Regions from separate parts of the Drosophila melanogaster genome. Here region 2 is linked to region 1. A link is a contact called in public Hi-C data. All regions are on one chromosome and are shown on one strand. Each heading gives the region's core, a stretch centred on a gene start, on an enhancer-like site or on the middle of the called end of the contact. The rest is flanking DNA. Distances are from core to core; before and after follow the strand shown.

Region 1 (7,636 bases), core at 5,041-7,540:
TCCTCGCACCAGACGCGCAAGGCCAGCTTGGACGAAAAGGACTCAGGACAGTCGTCTGGCAGCCTTGGTCACAGCCTGGGAGTAGGCATAAATCTGGCCAAGGAACAACAGCGCAGCAGCGTGGACATATCCATTCTGCTAACGGACGACGACTCTAGCAGCAGGCTAAGCGATACGGGTAAGGATTTAAGGCGTAAAGATAAGTGATCTGATAATTATGTTATGTCCCTACCGTTAACCAGGTTCCATGTCGCTGACGACCATTACGGATACACTGGACAGCAAGCTACGCAACTTGCGCAGCGGCTCCGAATCGAATGATGAGAATGGATCGCCCGAGTTTCCCAAGAACCGGCGGCACACCTTGGGCCAGCCTCTGCACATGCACTCCGAGAACATTCCGTATGCGGACGAGTCGCCCGAGCGGCTGTTCCATCAGTTTTGCAATCCCCTGGAGACAGCCCCCTTATCCCTGCATCTAAGCCGCTCCTGCACGGCCACAAATACAATTGGTGGCGATGAAAAGCCTTCGAAACAGTCGGGTGGAGTTGCACCACTGCCCCCAAGTTTGCTTAAGGCCGCACATAAGCTACAGCACTCAGCCACGGTGCCCATTCATCAGGGAAGCTCCACTGCACCAACTAGCGGAGCAGCCACGCCAGTAGGCACGCCAACCGGAAGCGGTGGGGCCGGAGCTATTCCCTCGCGCAGCTCATCGAGCAGTGTCACGACGCTAACCAAAAGCATACAACCCAGGTTCAGTAACTATCTAAGCTACGAAAGAGGCAATGCAGCCGCTGGAGGCGCCGAAAGGGTGGTGGGATCCGCCGGAGGAGCTGCCTCCGACGACGATTCCGAGGGCTCGACCACCAGTGATCCCAAGGAGAAGCTGCTTCTCGGTGAACGACCGTCGCCTTCGTTTTTTATCGAGCGCTACAACAAAAAGAGACGCGATCATCGGTTATTTCGCAGCGCCAGTTTCAATTGCCGGAACTACTCCACCAGGCACATAACGGCGCAGACATCCGGAGGAGTAGCGGCGGGAGTATCGGGCGGAGTAGCTGGAGCGGTGGCGGTGGGGGTGGCTTGCTGCCAGGCATTGAGCACCACTGGCTTGACCAAGGACGAGAAGACTGATATGAACCTGACCAAGAAGCGCCAGATCCAGAACAAGCAGAATCGGTCCATTAAGCGGCGGCACACAGTAGGCGGACCTCACGACTATTCCGCCAGCAATGGTGGCTGCTCGAATCACTCACACGGTCACGACCTGGCAGCCATCAACTACAATCACCACAATCGCCATCACCAGCAACAGTTGTTGAAACTGGGCAGCGCTACATCTGGCGGTGGAGGCAGTGGCGCAGCCGCGGCCGAGACGACGACCACCACAACGACCACCACCACGGTGCTGCGGCGCCTCGGTACAGGTCAAGCTGGCGCCGAAGCTAGTGTGGCATTGCCCGCATCAAGTTCCGGATCGAGCAGCAACAACAATAACTCGCCCCAAAGCGATGGCAGTAATGGCAACGGCGGTGGAGTGGCGGGAGTTGCCTCCAATGCACCACCAACTGGCGTAGGTGTCGGTGGCAACAACAGCAGCGGAAGCAGCAGCAACAGCAGCAGCACCAGCACAACTCCCGCTGGGAACGGCGATCAGGTCCTGGAAGTGGGCATACGTATCAAGAACATTAGCCGGGGTCGCTTCTAAAAACCTGTATACCCAGACTAAGAAAACAGACGGTGGCAATTTCACATGGTGAAACACACATGAAACACTCTGGGCGAACTCACATTCTTAGCAAACAGTCTATACAAAGCTAAAAGTGCTAATATGGCTAAAAGCAGGCAGTCTGCTTATATCGCGTTTTAAAGAACCTGACAAAAAACATAGTTAAAAATAGCTCCTAGTGCAGATTGCTGCGACAAGACCAACCCGAAATAGCAGTTGCTTAAATGTGGTTAACCTGATTAATTGACACTTTGAAACCCACAGTTTACAAGAGTATTAACGAAAGGTTTAATATATAACCAAAAGGCATAATGAGAAGATATTTAACAATAGTCTGTTAAACACACAAAAGCTAAACACACCTTTAAAAAAAAACAAAAAAAAACAAAGTTAAATTGAATGTTAACCCTGAACAAAGTTGCTAGAAAGGCAAATCGTTGTAGCAAAGGCTATGCGAACACCTCTAAGTAGTCTTGCTTCACAGACCCTTGCGTTTAAAACTATGTTTTGCATGTTAAACGATGAAAACTAAATTTAAATTCAAATAGGGCGTGGCAAAGCTACTTCAATGGAGTGCATTGTACCTTCTGCTACTTAGGATCTGTAAAAAGTAGTCATCATAATCTATTTTACTATATATACCTATATATCAATGTGCAGTTGCAGTGTTGTGTCCGAATTGGGTCTTAAAAGTTAACCAGAAGGCGTGTAGAGAAGTGTTGATTGCGAAACAAATCAGCAGGGCAGTTGAAATACATAATCTTACATATTCTATCACAATATATTTATATATTCATGCGCAGACCCCAGGAAGTTGTGTCGAATACAATATATTACAAATATAACCCATTGAAACTCGACCCAGGAAAACTTAAACTAATCAGTTAGCAAGGATCCGAGATCGAATTGCTTAATACCCTGTAATGAGAAGGCACAACTTCGAGGGAAAACAAATCGTATTAATGCAACGCAGGCAAAACAATCTGTACGAGGTCAGGAAGTAATTTATTCGCACACACGAAGTACACAAAACACACAAATTAAATGGGAACCAAGCAAAGATGGCAGATATATTGCGAGAGACAGAGCAAGATATATACACATAACGAGTGACAAGGCGAGGGAGATAGAAAGAGAAAGAGAGAACTATTTTGTAAAACTTATACAACACATTACAGAGAAATCGCATAAGCAACCACCTACGGTAAAGGAACAATTGATGGATAGTCGCCTGTCCGTGTCCGTGCACCATTGAGTTGGATGAGTCCTTTTGACAACCAAGTTGTGCTAGGTCCTGCATAGGGATCAGTTCTGTTCTTGATTTAGATGTGCATTTGTTTTTCTTTTCTTCTTTGTACCTCTGTACCTGTTGTACAAAAATTTTAGGGCTGATGATCCCCATTTTGGTGCCTTAAATTATTGGCTTTAAATTCTGTTAACCTTTTTTTCCACCCACAAAATTGTTTTTTGATGAACCAATTTTTTTTTTTTTTTGTATTATTTATTTGGAGAATGGTGCTGGCGGAAATGCATGATATAGGTGCAGCTACAAAGCTATGAAGTAGGGGATACATTTTCCCGATTATCCCGACAGGCGACTAGAAGAGGGATGGCGTGTTCGAAATTAGGTTTGATTGATAAAGCGACTATATGTTTACCATGTGACGCACGAGAAACGGCATAAATTTACATTTACATATATAATATTATATATTTTTGTGTAGTTTGTATATGATTTAAGTTTGGAAAATACAAGAACGCATAAAAGTACATGCAAATGCATATGATTAAGCGATTAGATAGTAGTTGTATAGTATTCCTCCCATTTTTTTTGCTGTATATACGAGTTAATTTTTTTGATTTCATTCACAATTATGATTTACACCACCCCCAAAAAGGATATATATATATAAAGATTATATATTTTGTACGCATTTTGTTTTGTTACCCGATGGCAGAAAATGAAAAAAATCGAGAAGGCGGAAGTAAAGAAGTATATAGAAAGTACCCAAGCGCGTAACGTTGCTATATAAATATTATGATTAACTAAAAACAATTTTTTGTTAGACGTTAGGTAGTTATTTTTTAAAAATTGTATTTTCTATTATACATGTATACATCTATATATATTTTATTTGTATTATGATTTTTTTGAACAACAAGTAAATGTGGATTTTCTATAATGCTGACAACACAATAAAAAAGAAACAACCAATATTACGAATAAATTGTACAAGTATAAACCAGCGACAAGCTCTGTTTTATTATCGTTTTGTTTATCAACTACATATAAGTACCCAGCAATGATAATGATCTATGTACAGAATGGCTTTGTGAACGTTGGAGTTTATAGCTTGGCCTGTGGACCCGTTCCGGAGATTTTGTAGACGAACTCGTGGGCCACATCGTAGTACGGATTGCAGCTCTGGCGCACTCTCTTCAGCCACGCCCTGATCTTGGGGTACTTGATCCTGACATCGTAGTCGGCCATTCCTGGATTGCATGAGTGAATAATAAGAAACCTGTAATTATCTCAAACTGAAAGTATGCTCACGTGTCTGTTCGATTTCACAGGCTGCAAAGATGTCCGCAACGGTGAGGGAGGATCCGGTGAGGAAGTCCTTGCCCTCCAGCCAGACCTCCTCGACTACGTCGAGGTTGCGCTCCATCTGCATGCGGAACGTCTCGATTTTGGCTTCGGAGGGTGTGCGTCCTGTCAGAAGCGGCTCCAGCCACACGGTGCGGAAGTACATGGCGCAGGTGAGCCGCAGGGACATGTGCTGCCATTCGAGGAACTCGTCGACGCGGCTCTGGTCAACGAAGTACTTGGGATAGAGGTGCTCCGGTATCTTGCCCTTGGCGCTCAAATAGCGCAGGATGGCCACGCTCTCCGCTAGCTTGTAGCCATTGTCGTGGATGCAGGGCACACGCTGGAAGCGGTTAATCTCCTTCTTGAAGTCTTCGGTCAAGTGCTCGCCTGTGGGGCAAAGACCGTAGTCGAGATTAGATTGCACCCATAAATGGTGGTGGCGGTGGCAGTGGCGGGTGGAGCCATACAAAAAAAAAAGCACAGATGTTACCAAAACTATTAAACTAACAGTTGTATCAACGTAACGCACTTATTCACAAACTAAATAATATTTTATGGATAAATCCTTTTATCAAGGTACAATTGTTAAATGTGGCTAAAGCGCAAAATGATTGTGTATTGATCAGTGAAAAAGACGTTACGTTCTGTACTTCGTTTGAGATACGTGAGGTATTGGCACTCCTGTCCACCACATGGACACACTTTGACCCGCACACCGGTTACCCTTACCATTGCGCAGGGCAACCACGCAGTCTTCGAAGGGCATGTTGCTCAGCCGGAAGATAATGAACAACGCCCTCGAGGGCTGCGACATCAGGTCATAGTAGTAGCGAATGGGAGCGGACATCCTCAGGTTGGTTGGCTGTCTGGAGGGAACTGCAAAGAGAAGGTGCTTGCAGTGGTTAGAGGAGGCTTCAAAACAAATAAATGGGCGCCGGTCCAAAGATCACCGAAGAATCTCCACGGAAAGCCGCATAGCAGCACTACACCCAACACACCCCTGAACTCACCACAAACACGGTCGGTGGGCAACTGCAGCTATTCCACTGAGCCAACAACTTGGATCGAATCTAAATCAGCTGGCGGCGGGGCAAGAAGTCGTACGTAGTGAAGTGGTGAATTGTGGGGAGAGCGAGCTTTACGTAGTGGATTTCATCAACGAAAAGCTCTGCGCGCTCAGTAGTGATACGCGTTAGTGCGAAAATCAAGTAACGGACTTATAAACAATTAAGAAAAAAAATATTTCTGACTTAATATTTATTATTTATCTAAAAGTTTTTTAGATCACTGCCTGGCCAAAGAAATCGGATTAGATATTTAGTTTTAGATATCGTGTGATTTTTAGATATTTAGATATTTTAGATATCGTGTGATATGTTGGGAGTAAGCACTTCATTTTTTAAATAAACAAATGAAAGTTTCCAAGAGAGTTTATCAGATTTATAAACTTCTCCCGTCCTTCATTATGTTCTTTTTTTTAGCATAGAATAGAACTAGAATAATTCGAGTTCCTTACACTTACTAAACTTACAACTTTGTCTACTGCTTTTAAAATATATATTTATAAAGAAGAAATTAATTAATTATCACAATTAAATTAAATTTACTTTACTCTTATAATTCAACTTTCAAAACATTGATTTTAAACTAACCTCTACGTTTGAGCACCTCATCAAAGGCCACCTGCAGCTGATCCTCGTCATTGCTGAGTCCCAGTAAACTGGCCAAAAACGACACCGACATGACGAGATCCGAACTCCACTGAATTAAGCCAGTGAATGAACTGGATGATGCAGCTGCTCCAACTTATATACTCTAGGTCGTGGATGCGTAGAAAATGTGAATGCGAATGCGACTGGGAGTCGAATAAACAAAAATTAAAGAGAATAGGCGCAAGGTATTAGAAACCCTCGAGATAAGGCGGCGTAGTTCCCTCGTTGCACCAGCTACACTGCAAATCGAAAAACGAATTATTGTGAATATTGAGTAGGTGCTACCCTCTGATAATATTGCGAAAGATATAGGAAAGAGAGAATTCCATAATGCAATAATTAAATAATTAAAAATTCCAGTGCAACTGCGCTTCATACATCCGCCGGCCAATCGGAAATATGTATATTGTAGAGTAAATAATCAATCTATCTAATAGTTCTGAGCCATTGGCAACGGCGGAAGGCCAGGAATAGAAACTCCCCAGGGAAGGTCCGTCTTATCGCTCGATAAGGAGAGATTGTTTACCCCATTGCCAGTTCTGTGGCAACAGGTGCACCATTCACCTGAACAGCTGATGGATCGGGATTTATTTATCTGCATATATCTCGAAATAGCCATCCGCCACGCAAACTTCGTTTTCGATTAGGTATATATCGTATGTGTATTTATTAATTCCGATTCAAACATACCGACGTCTTTTGCTTTGTACTTGTATACATTTTAACTATATATATGTATATATATATATTCATATACAATTTGCGTGGGCGTGTATATATACACAGACGTATGTATGTATATACACACACGTATATATGTGGTTTTTTTTTTTTTAATTGAGATAAAGTGGAGCCAAGGTGTCATCCACCTCCTCTTTGGCCGGGAAAAGGTACATTTACAAAGAGTATAAATTAGGGTATAAAGATAATCCACAACATTTATACTCGGTGTAGAGAGAGAGATCACACAGTGGGGGAAATAGTTATTCGTACGCTTTGTAAATATACGTATATAAAAATAAAATACAATTAAATAAAACTGGGAACTTGATTTGGCTTGGCTTGGCAGCGCATAATATATGTAGATATAGTAGACACATAAGATCGGACGATATGCCGCCCATATATGTACATACAGATACATATGTATGTATATATGGTAGTTTAGGTGTACTTGACTTATTGTTGACTTGATTGTTACACACAATTGGATATTTTTCGCTGGTACTGAGTTTACTTTGCAACGAATTGTAATTTATAATTTGATGCATGCGTTTTTTTGTGTGATGTGCGATTGCAAATACAGCCCCTTTAAAATATTATTAGGCTTTTTTTCTTTTTTTTTTTGTTGCAAATTTTTCTGGTCAGTGTCATAATATAAGAACTTGAAATTTTGATAATATACATACAATAGAGCGTTGAAGACATAGACATCTAACCAACCACTCAGTCCAACGTTTTCTAATACTTAATATTGAAAGTTTCAAGTTAGGTAAAATGTATATTTTCCTTCAATTCAATTTTTTTGTTGTGTATATTGATAAACTAGGGCGAACCTTTGATATAACGTGATAAATACATTGCACCCTCCTGATTTTCTCT
Region 2 (7,553 bases), core at 4,804-7,303, 43 kb before region 1:
GCAGGACTTCAAGGACAAGCTCATCGTGCAGATGGACCGAACCGAGCGCGAACAGAAGCAGGAGCTTCTGCGCAAGATGAAGGACAAGGTGAGCTTAGCTCATTATTTCCTCTCAGAATCGAAGTTCTCAAACCTTTTTATTAACTCCATAAAATGACCTTACAAAAATATAATATCTGTGAATTTGTTTCATATTTACTCAGGAGGGTCTTCAGAGTCTTTACAACAATCTGCAGCAGCAGTACGCTTCACGCCAACTTGCGGCCGGCCATCATCCGCAACCTCATCCTCATCCGCATCCAAATCAGCTTCAGCATCCACACTCACATCCGCCTATGCATTTCCTGCAGGATGAGGGCTGTGGACTGCTGCCCGGATCGGTGTGCGGAGGCTCTGAGTCCGTGGAAGAAGGCTGGGTGGTCATCCCACCGCATCACAATGCGTAGTCTCGTGCGCTGCCGATTCGATCGATCGACTCTCTATGTCTTATAGGCTAGTACTCTACTTTAATCCGCAATATGTTATATGTTATCTGTAATCTGTAATCCAATATTCGTAGTCTGTATCTGTACGATTAACCATAGCACTTTGTTTATTTCTATATCTATGACTATTTCGTTGTAATCGTTTTTTGTTTAAGTCTAAGCGTATTCAGTCCGTGTTTCTTTTAATTTAGCGAACAATTGTTTCGATCCATTAGCAGTCTCGCAAGCTTCGTTTAGGTTTTAATATTATGATTAAGCTTAAAACACACTTAGCATTAGCACATGTATCTGTTCGAGGAAGCTGACAAGGAGTAGACCAAAAAAATATAAAAACCATCGAAAGCAACGACAAACAAACTGGAGCCCTTTTTTATTACATGGAAATGTAGTAATCCAAATTCAATACAAAGAAAAACGTACTGAAATCACATCGATTTAGAATTCTATTTATTGCCGACGACCTTAAATACTGAGTAATAAATTCTATATACAAAATGTAAGCCTAGAAAGTCCTTCCATTTATCGTCAATTCAACGAAGAACGTTTTAGTGCAATAAATTAGGCAGTGTCCTTGTCTCAGAATCGCAAGAAAATACTACTTTTAATGTTTACTTAAATGGGGATGTTGAAAAAAAAAATTGATATATGAATGAATGAGTGATTTAGCTTCGACGAAGAAGGACAGTCCAGAATTAGGAACGAACTTTTTCTAGTTTATACAAATTAAGTACATGTTCTACATATTTTACACTCTATTATCAGAGCTCGTAAAAAAGGTTTTTTTTTTGCGTAAAGAACTCTACGAAATAACTTAATAGCAAGTATGTGCAAAATGAATTGGCCGTAATTGGTCAAGTTTAACAAATTCGATATAAATCATAAAGGTGGTGGGTGTATGCCTTTCGACGCAGTGAATGCTAATTCTTTATAAACATTATGCTTCGTTAAATTTACTTAATTTTATCACAACATAGCTCTAAAATGTTTGCTTTTTCATTCTTCAAAAAAGTGACTGCATTTTCAAACACATGAATGACAAGTATCTGCCATTTTTATACATTATGTTTGCTTATGGATGAACTATGCATGGCAATTAAAGAAGGGTCTCAGCCACACAAATAAATCCTATTTTTCGAGCTCTGACTTATCAATCAAGTGAGAAATGAAGGCATATGCGGTTTATACAAGTTAATTAAAAGTTATTTAATAATTTACCATTGTCTGTGTATTCGTTCGAGAGCGAAATTAAGGCATATGCGGTCTTTACATGTTTCATTTCCGTGCTTGGCACATTTTCGTTACTGCAGTCATCACAAAATCTCGCATGTACATAGGTCTACGCTAGCTACACATAGTATATATAAAAATATCATGAGAATCGCTAAATTCGATACGGATAGGATGGAGATGGAGATGGAGGCGGAGGCTTGCAGAGACTTGCAGAGAGTTAGGCATCACAATTGGGCACATAGATGGCCACGCAGGTTGATTCCCACACATCGTTGGGCGAGTCCCACGAGTCCTTTTCGTGCCACCATTCCTTGGTATCCAAGTCGTAGGCCATTGTTTCCGCACTGGCCCGATCAATCGACTCCGTGGAGTCCAGTCCGCCCACAAAGAATATTGTTCTGCCCATCGCGGTCACGCCGGTGTAGAACTTGGGGGCCGGTATCTTGGTCTCCACGCTCCACGTGTTAGTCTCAATATCATAGGCATATATGTGCTCCACCAGAACCCGCCATTCCGTCAAACTCTCGTGCCATCCGCCGCAGGCATAGATGCGATTATCCACCGCCACCAAAACGTGGTCACAACAGGGCGTGGGCATCGAGGCCAGCTCCTGCCAGACTTCCGTCTTTGTGTCGAATACCCACATGCTTGCCAGTATGTTGGCCAAGTGGACGCCACCTGTTAAATAAGAAAGAAAGTTCAGTAATTTAAGGGGCTTAAAAACGAACGCCTTTCGCTCATTGTGAACTATGCATGAACACTTTCGGCAACTTTAATTTAGTGCGTAGCGCTGCATCGTTTACAAGCTGTTTTTTTTTTTTGCATTGCATTGAAAACACACCAGAGATGTAAAGCTTATCGCCCACAACGACGCCGGCATGCTGACTGCGATTCTCCTGCAGACTAGGCATATAGGTCCATACATTCTTGGCGATATCGTAGCGCTCCACGTTGGAGATCATGCGCAGGGCTTCTTCGTTATCATCGTCCAGAATGCCGCCCACCGCATACAGATGCTGAGTGCCCACTGCGTTCAACGAGAAACGGCAGCGATCCTGCTGAATGGGTGCTATGGTCATCCATGTATTCCTTAGCGGACAGTAGCAGAAGCCAAAGGGATGGATGTACTCCTTCAAAAAGACATCGTACGCTCCGCCCACGATGAACAGTTTGTTGTTCAGTACGGCCGTGCCAAAGTTGCCTGGAATGCAATGGAACATGTATATTGTCTGTACAATGATATAATACGAATGTATCCTAATTCGAATCCGAACACTTACACTGATCGATGTGCGGAATGGCGGTCAACTCATACCAATTCATTTTCTTTGGCGAAAAGCACATTATTACATTGGTCAGGCCGTTCCACTCGAAGCCCCCGATCTTCAGCAGACACAGCTCCATGCCCCGCATGTTTGTTGGTCCCTGTGGCAGTGACTGATCCTTCAGGGACACCACTCCGTTGAGTAGGTGCCCCATGTGCTCCTGTTTTATTCGGTTGTAGTAGCTGGTAGGCAGTGGCAGCTGTTTTCCCTTATCCAGCGAGCAGTTCATGTTCCTCAGTTCGTCCACGGACTTATAGCTAATGTGTTGCCATTTGATCAGCCTCAGCAGATCCCCCAAAGCGCTCTCATTCAGCTGTTGTTCGATCGCAAAGCTGCATACCAGACGCACCAGATCCTGCTCGGCCACGTCAATGGGATAGTTGCTGCTGAGGATGAAGCGCAGCTGGTCCACCTTCATTTCTTTAAAGTCCGATGTGGTCGCGAACTCCTCAAAGTGAGCGCACATATAGCGGTAGGCCCGTTCGGATAAGTCCATAATTCCATAGATATCGGCCATTCCCGCAATGGCCAGGCAGTTTTCCATCTCGATCTTTGCGCCCAGAAAGATCGTGCATCGGTCAATCACCTCGCGCACCTGGACGTGCGTGGCTGCCGCCAGGATCTCCTCGATGTTATCGTAGTTCAGTTCCAGCATCGATGTGTATATGTAGTCAATGATCGAGCCCATGGCCCTGGCTTTAATACCGTAGAGATTTATCTCGTCCTTACGCGACTCAATCATGGCACAGTCGGCGAACATGGCGCAAAAGTAGTCACTGCTGGCTGCCAGGACGACGCGGTGAGCCTGCAAAGTTGGGATTACGTATTTCGTTCGATTACTTGGGGAAAAATGTTACTATAAGTGTAATAAGTGTAACGAAAAACGCTGATATTCCCCATGTTATTTTTGAAAACATTTGAAATCAGATTTCTGAAAATCTGTATCATAAAACATTTCTATGAATTTTCTGGATTTATGTATGTATCTGAATATATGAGTCTGATTCCGGGAATCCCTAAATATTCATAGGTAGCGCGATGAAAATGCGTCATCGGCCGAAACACATCAATTTGTGTCGCGAATTTGTTTTCGTATTTGTATTATTAGCAAGAGAAAGTAAAGATGAGCTTTTTTGCTGGCCACGATTATCGATTCGCCTACCACTTGCCACTCTAACCCTATAACTAGTCACCTTATGCTTTCGTGGTTTCCGATATATAATTAACACGAGCTCGCAAAATGGCCAAATGGCCAACTGGCCAACTAGCCAAACTGCCAAACCGCCGAGTTTAGGATGCGAGCAATCCGGTTTAGTGCGATTTCTATTTGTCCTATGCGCAGGCCATTGAAGGTATTGTCGTAACTAACCTAGCCTAATCACAACCAAGTTGCTCTGAAAGATAATCTATGCATACTTGCTATGCGCACTCTGGGAGCCAAACTTGTGCAACCCAACTTCATCCGCCTTCGCCGATGTGCCGTGTCCATGAGGCTAGACGTAACCGCTCGTAGCTCAGCTGATCCCACAGATGTGGCACGATCTCTGAAGCAGATCCACAGATGGGGCTGTTCCATGTAGCTATTGCTCGGATCTATAATGGTGTGGGTGGGGTCCTACCTTGAATCGGTGCTCCTCGACGATCAGAGTGACGTCCGTGAGTTTCTCCTCGTTGCGCAGCTTGTTGAGGCCCCGCAGAAGGGTCTCCTCCTCGGGGGACACGGGATTCACAGGAATTTTGGCCGCAGCCGACGTTGCTGTCGCTGCCGGCGTCACTGCTGGCGCTGGCGTCGCTGCCATGCTGTTCGCTGTACTCTCTCGGAACGGACCAAAGATTAGAGCGGGCTATTAACCTATATATATGTTAACCTATGTGGTCCCAAGGTTGGGGAATCCGTCTGATAAGAAATTCTTGAGATGACCGAGCTTCTGGTGCGCGAGTGCGAGTGCGAGCGAGAGGGCAGCACGTTCTGTTTACACTCGCGGCCAGCTGTCTACAAACCGTTATTTGGCGAACTATGAACCGTTCTACGACAAATATACGCACGAAATTAGCTAAATTATTGCTAAACACTGGCAGAGAAAAAAGTTTCGCGTGCGATTTCTTTGCTTGTTGCTACCTCTTTGCTTCTTTTCCCTCTTGCGACTTTTTACTTTTCGCGTTTTTGACGTTTCTTCTCTTGACGTTTGAACTGCCAAGTCGGCTAGCACCGCTAGTGATGCGCATTTAGCTATCGATTGCGGAGCGCGATCGTTTAAAATTATATTTTCAAATTTCATATATATACCCGTATTCCTGGGTGCTTTTAATTGGGAGACGGGTGAGTATGCAATTTAAAAGGTTTTTATAAGAGAATGCTAGCTTTTGAAGTCAAAAGCTCGCGAATTTCCCCTTTAACATTGATATGGTAGCATTTAAAAATGAAATTGTTAAATTTGCACCAAAATAAGTCTATGTTAGTTACTTAGTTTAGCTTAGTAAGATAGCTTACGTTAACTTTAGGCAGAAATATTAATACTAAAAGAATAATTAATTAATTTCTTTAAAAAAGTCAATCTTATCAGAGACATTGAAGTATTTCACGTTAGGCAGTTGTTTCTTGTTAGAAAATGTTTTTCGGATCCGCAAATAATTTTGATACGAGAAAAGATATCTAATTAAGTATTATATATTATATAAATATATATTTAAATTAATACACTATGATATTAGTGTGGGTGAGTTCAAATACACTCTTAAAAATACGCGTTCCATTCTTGGACCAACATTTATTCAGCGTGCTGTATCTATTCACTGCAAATATTTCAGAATAAAGTGCAGGCTAGCAGGTAAAAAAATTGTATTTAATTTTTTTTCTCACAATATCTATAGTCTCCAGTGTTAACTAATGGCCAAAGTTTCGTCCAGTGGTGATATCGCAGCATAAGCCGATAAGCTGCTGCAAAGTATCGACATACGTCCAGGCATGAAAACATCGATAGCCTGCGTGGCATCGGCCGTATTCCACCTCTACTCGACTGGTCTGGTCACTCGAAAATCACATCGGACGAAATCGAGTGGAAAGCGGAGCAAGTAAAACAAGAAGTAGAGTAAAATACACAACTAATTAATTGTAATTTGGCCGAAAGTGCAGACGGTGCGCGCGCGATCGCTTGATTGTATTGTGAATCATTAGTAATTAAAGCAGCGTAAGTGCTGGCGCAACCACAACAACAAACGTGTGGCGTCAAATTTTTTTTTTGTGAAAAGAAAAAGGCGAAAAGTGTAATAAAAAAGTAAAAAGCAAGCGATGAATGTGTGCAAGGCGTTCCAAAAAATACAAGGATCGATGCAAGGCGAAGAAAAACACACAACGAATTCGGCAAACATTTTGGTTGTTCGCTAGTTAAAGTAATTAGTTTATTGCTCGCCGCCGCCGACGACGCCAAAAACAACAACCACAACAACAGAAGCAACGAAAGAAAGCAACAGTCAAATGGCGAAGAAGAAGCAGAAGCTGAAGCGGCAACAACAATTGGAGTGCAAAATGCAACGTGCATGAAATAAAGATTTTTACTCTGTATTTGTGGTTTTTTTGCACAGGCCCAAATGAAAATTGTCGCGCTGTTTCTTTTTCTTCCTTTCTCTTTCCCGCACTCTGCAACCTTAAAGAAGAAGCAAAAAAGCGGAGCAATTACGAAAGGAAGGAAAAGAAATGAAAAAGAAATGAAGTCGTGTAGGTGTGTGTGAGTGTGTTTTTGTGTGCGGTATGTGCGTGTGTGCGCGCCACATGAGGAAACTGCCAGCAGCGACGCCAACTGCGGCGTCGGCAGCATGTAGAACCCAAAAAATAAAGCAAAACAAAAAAGTCCACAAGAAAAAACATAAAAACACAGTTACGGTTACGATAATAGTATCAATAGCATCGCGTTTACTGACAATTAAAATTTGTTAAAAATAACAAACATTTTAGTATCTTTAAAGTAAAATAATCAATCTTATGTCACGAAAGTAAAAGAGTGCACTCCTTTCTACTTTTCTTGAGTTATCGGTAGTTAACGGTAGAATGCCCTTTGAAGTGCTATTATTTTGACCGTTACTGCTGATTTTTTGGCTGCCACTGACTCACATTTCATTGATAAGAAGAAGAAGGAAAAGAAAAGAGAGGAAAGAATGGGAAAGAATTGAGGAATGTCCTTAAATAAACAAACAATAAATCGCCTTATCAGCTCCACACCGTTTTTGTTGTGTTTTTTCTAGTTTGCAAAATTAAAACGAAATCATAAATATACAAAAAGGAAGCAACAAAAAAGTTTAAAAGAAAATCGTCAGAAAGGGAGAAGAAAATCTTCCTGGTTTTTGGTAAGTATCATAGGCTTTTTGTTTATTTTATAAAAATGTTGTGTAAATCTAAACAGTATAACAATTGAAGAATCGGCACTTTTCGGCCCATTTTGTGCACTCTCTTTATTGCTCTCTTGCTCTGTTCCCATCTTTCACGTCTTCCATTTTCCGTTGTATGCCAGCAGCGAAA

What was found. A called contact is a pair of places that touch in the nucleus more often than the background predicts.
Region 2: a contact with region 1 is called in a Hi-C map of the Kc167 cell line, with 1.9 times the contacts expected there. The contact joins the promoter of RhoGAP19D here to the promoter of GstT3 in region 1. A contact is called at or near these places in 1 of 1 datasets of contacts at CTCF or cohesin (the Kc167 cell line), 23 of 107 Hi-C or Micro-C datasets (the D17-c3 cell line, the Kc167 cell line, the OSC cell line and 11 more) and 2 of 6 datasets of contacts at active chromatin or transcription factors (both in the Kc167 cell line).

What each region holds. Positions count from the first base shown.
Region 1 is chrX:20,466,109-20,473,744 of dm6, reverse strand. It overlaps GstT3 (Glutathione S transferase T3), which reads right to left and starts at 6,290. Exons shown (of 5, transcript NM_001298566.1): 1 at 5,975-6,290; 2 at 5,333-5,538; 3 at 5,052-5,198; 4 at 4,287-4,709; 5 at 3,949-4,225. The coding sequence starts at 5,169. The coding sequence ends at 4,080. tbc (trabuco) reads right to left here. Exons shown (of 9, transcript NM_001298565.1): 9 at 6,680-7,636. RhoGAP19D (Rho GTPase activating protein at 19D) reads left to right here. Exons shown (of 15, transcript NM_001298567.1): 14 at 1-178; 15 at 243-3,790. The coding sequence ends at 1,711.
Region 2 is chrX:20,509,194-20,516,746 of dm6, reverse strand. RhoGAP19D (Rho GTPase activating protein at 19D) reads left to right here and starts at 6,053. Exons shown (of 15, transcript NM_001298567.1): 1 at 6,053-6,228; 2 at 7,280-7,381. CG1812 reads right to left here and starts at 5,203. Exons shown (of 4, transcript NM_134553.3): 1 at 4,660-5,203; 2 at 2,996-3,845; 3 at 2,557-2,916; 4 at 919-2,393. The coding sequence starts at 4,839. The coding sequence ends at 1,933. Tak1 (TGF-beta activated kinase 1) reads left to right here. Exons shown (of 8, transcript NM_079356.3): 7 at 1-88; 8 at 204-839. The coding sequence ends at 446.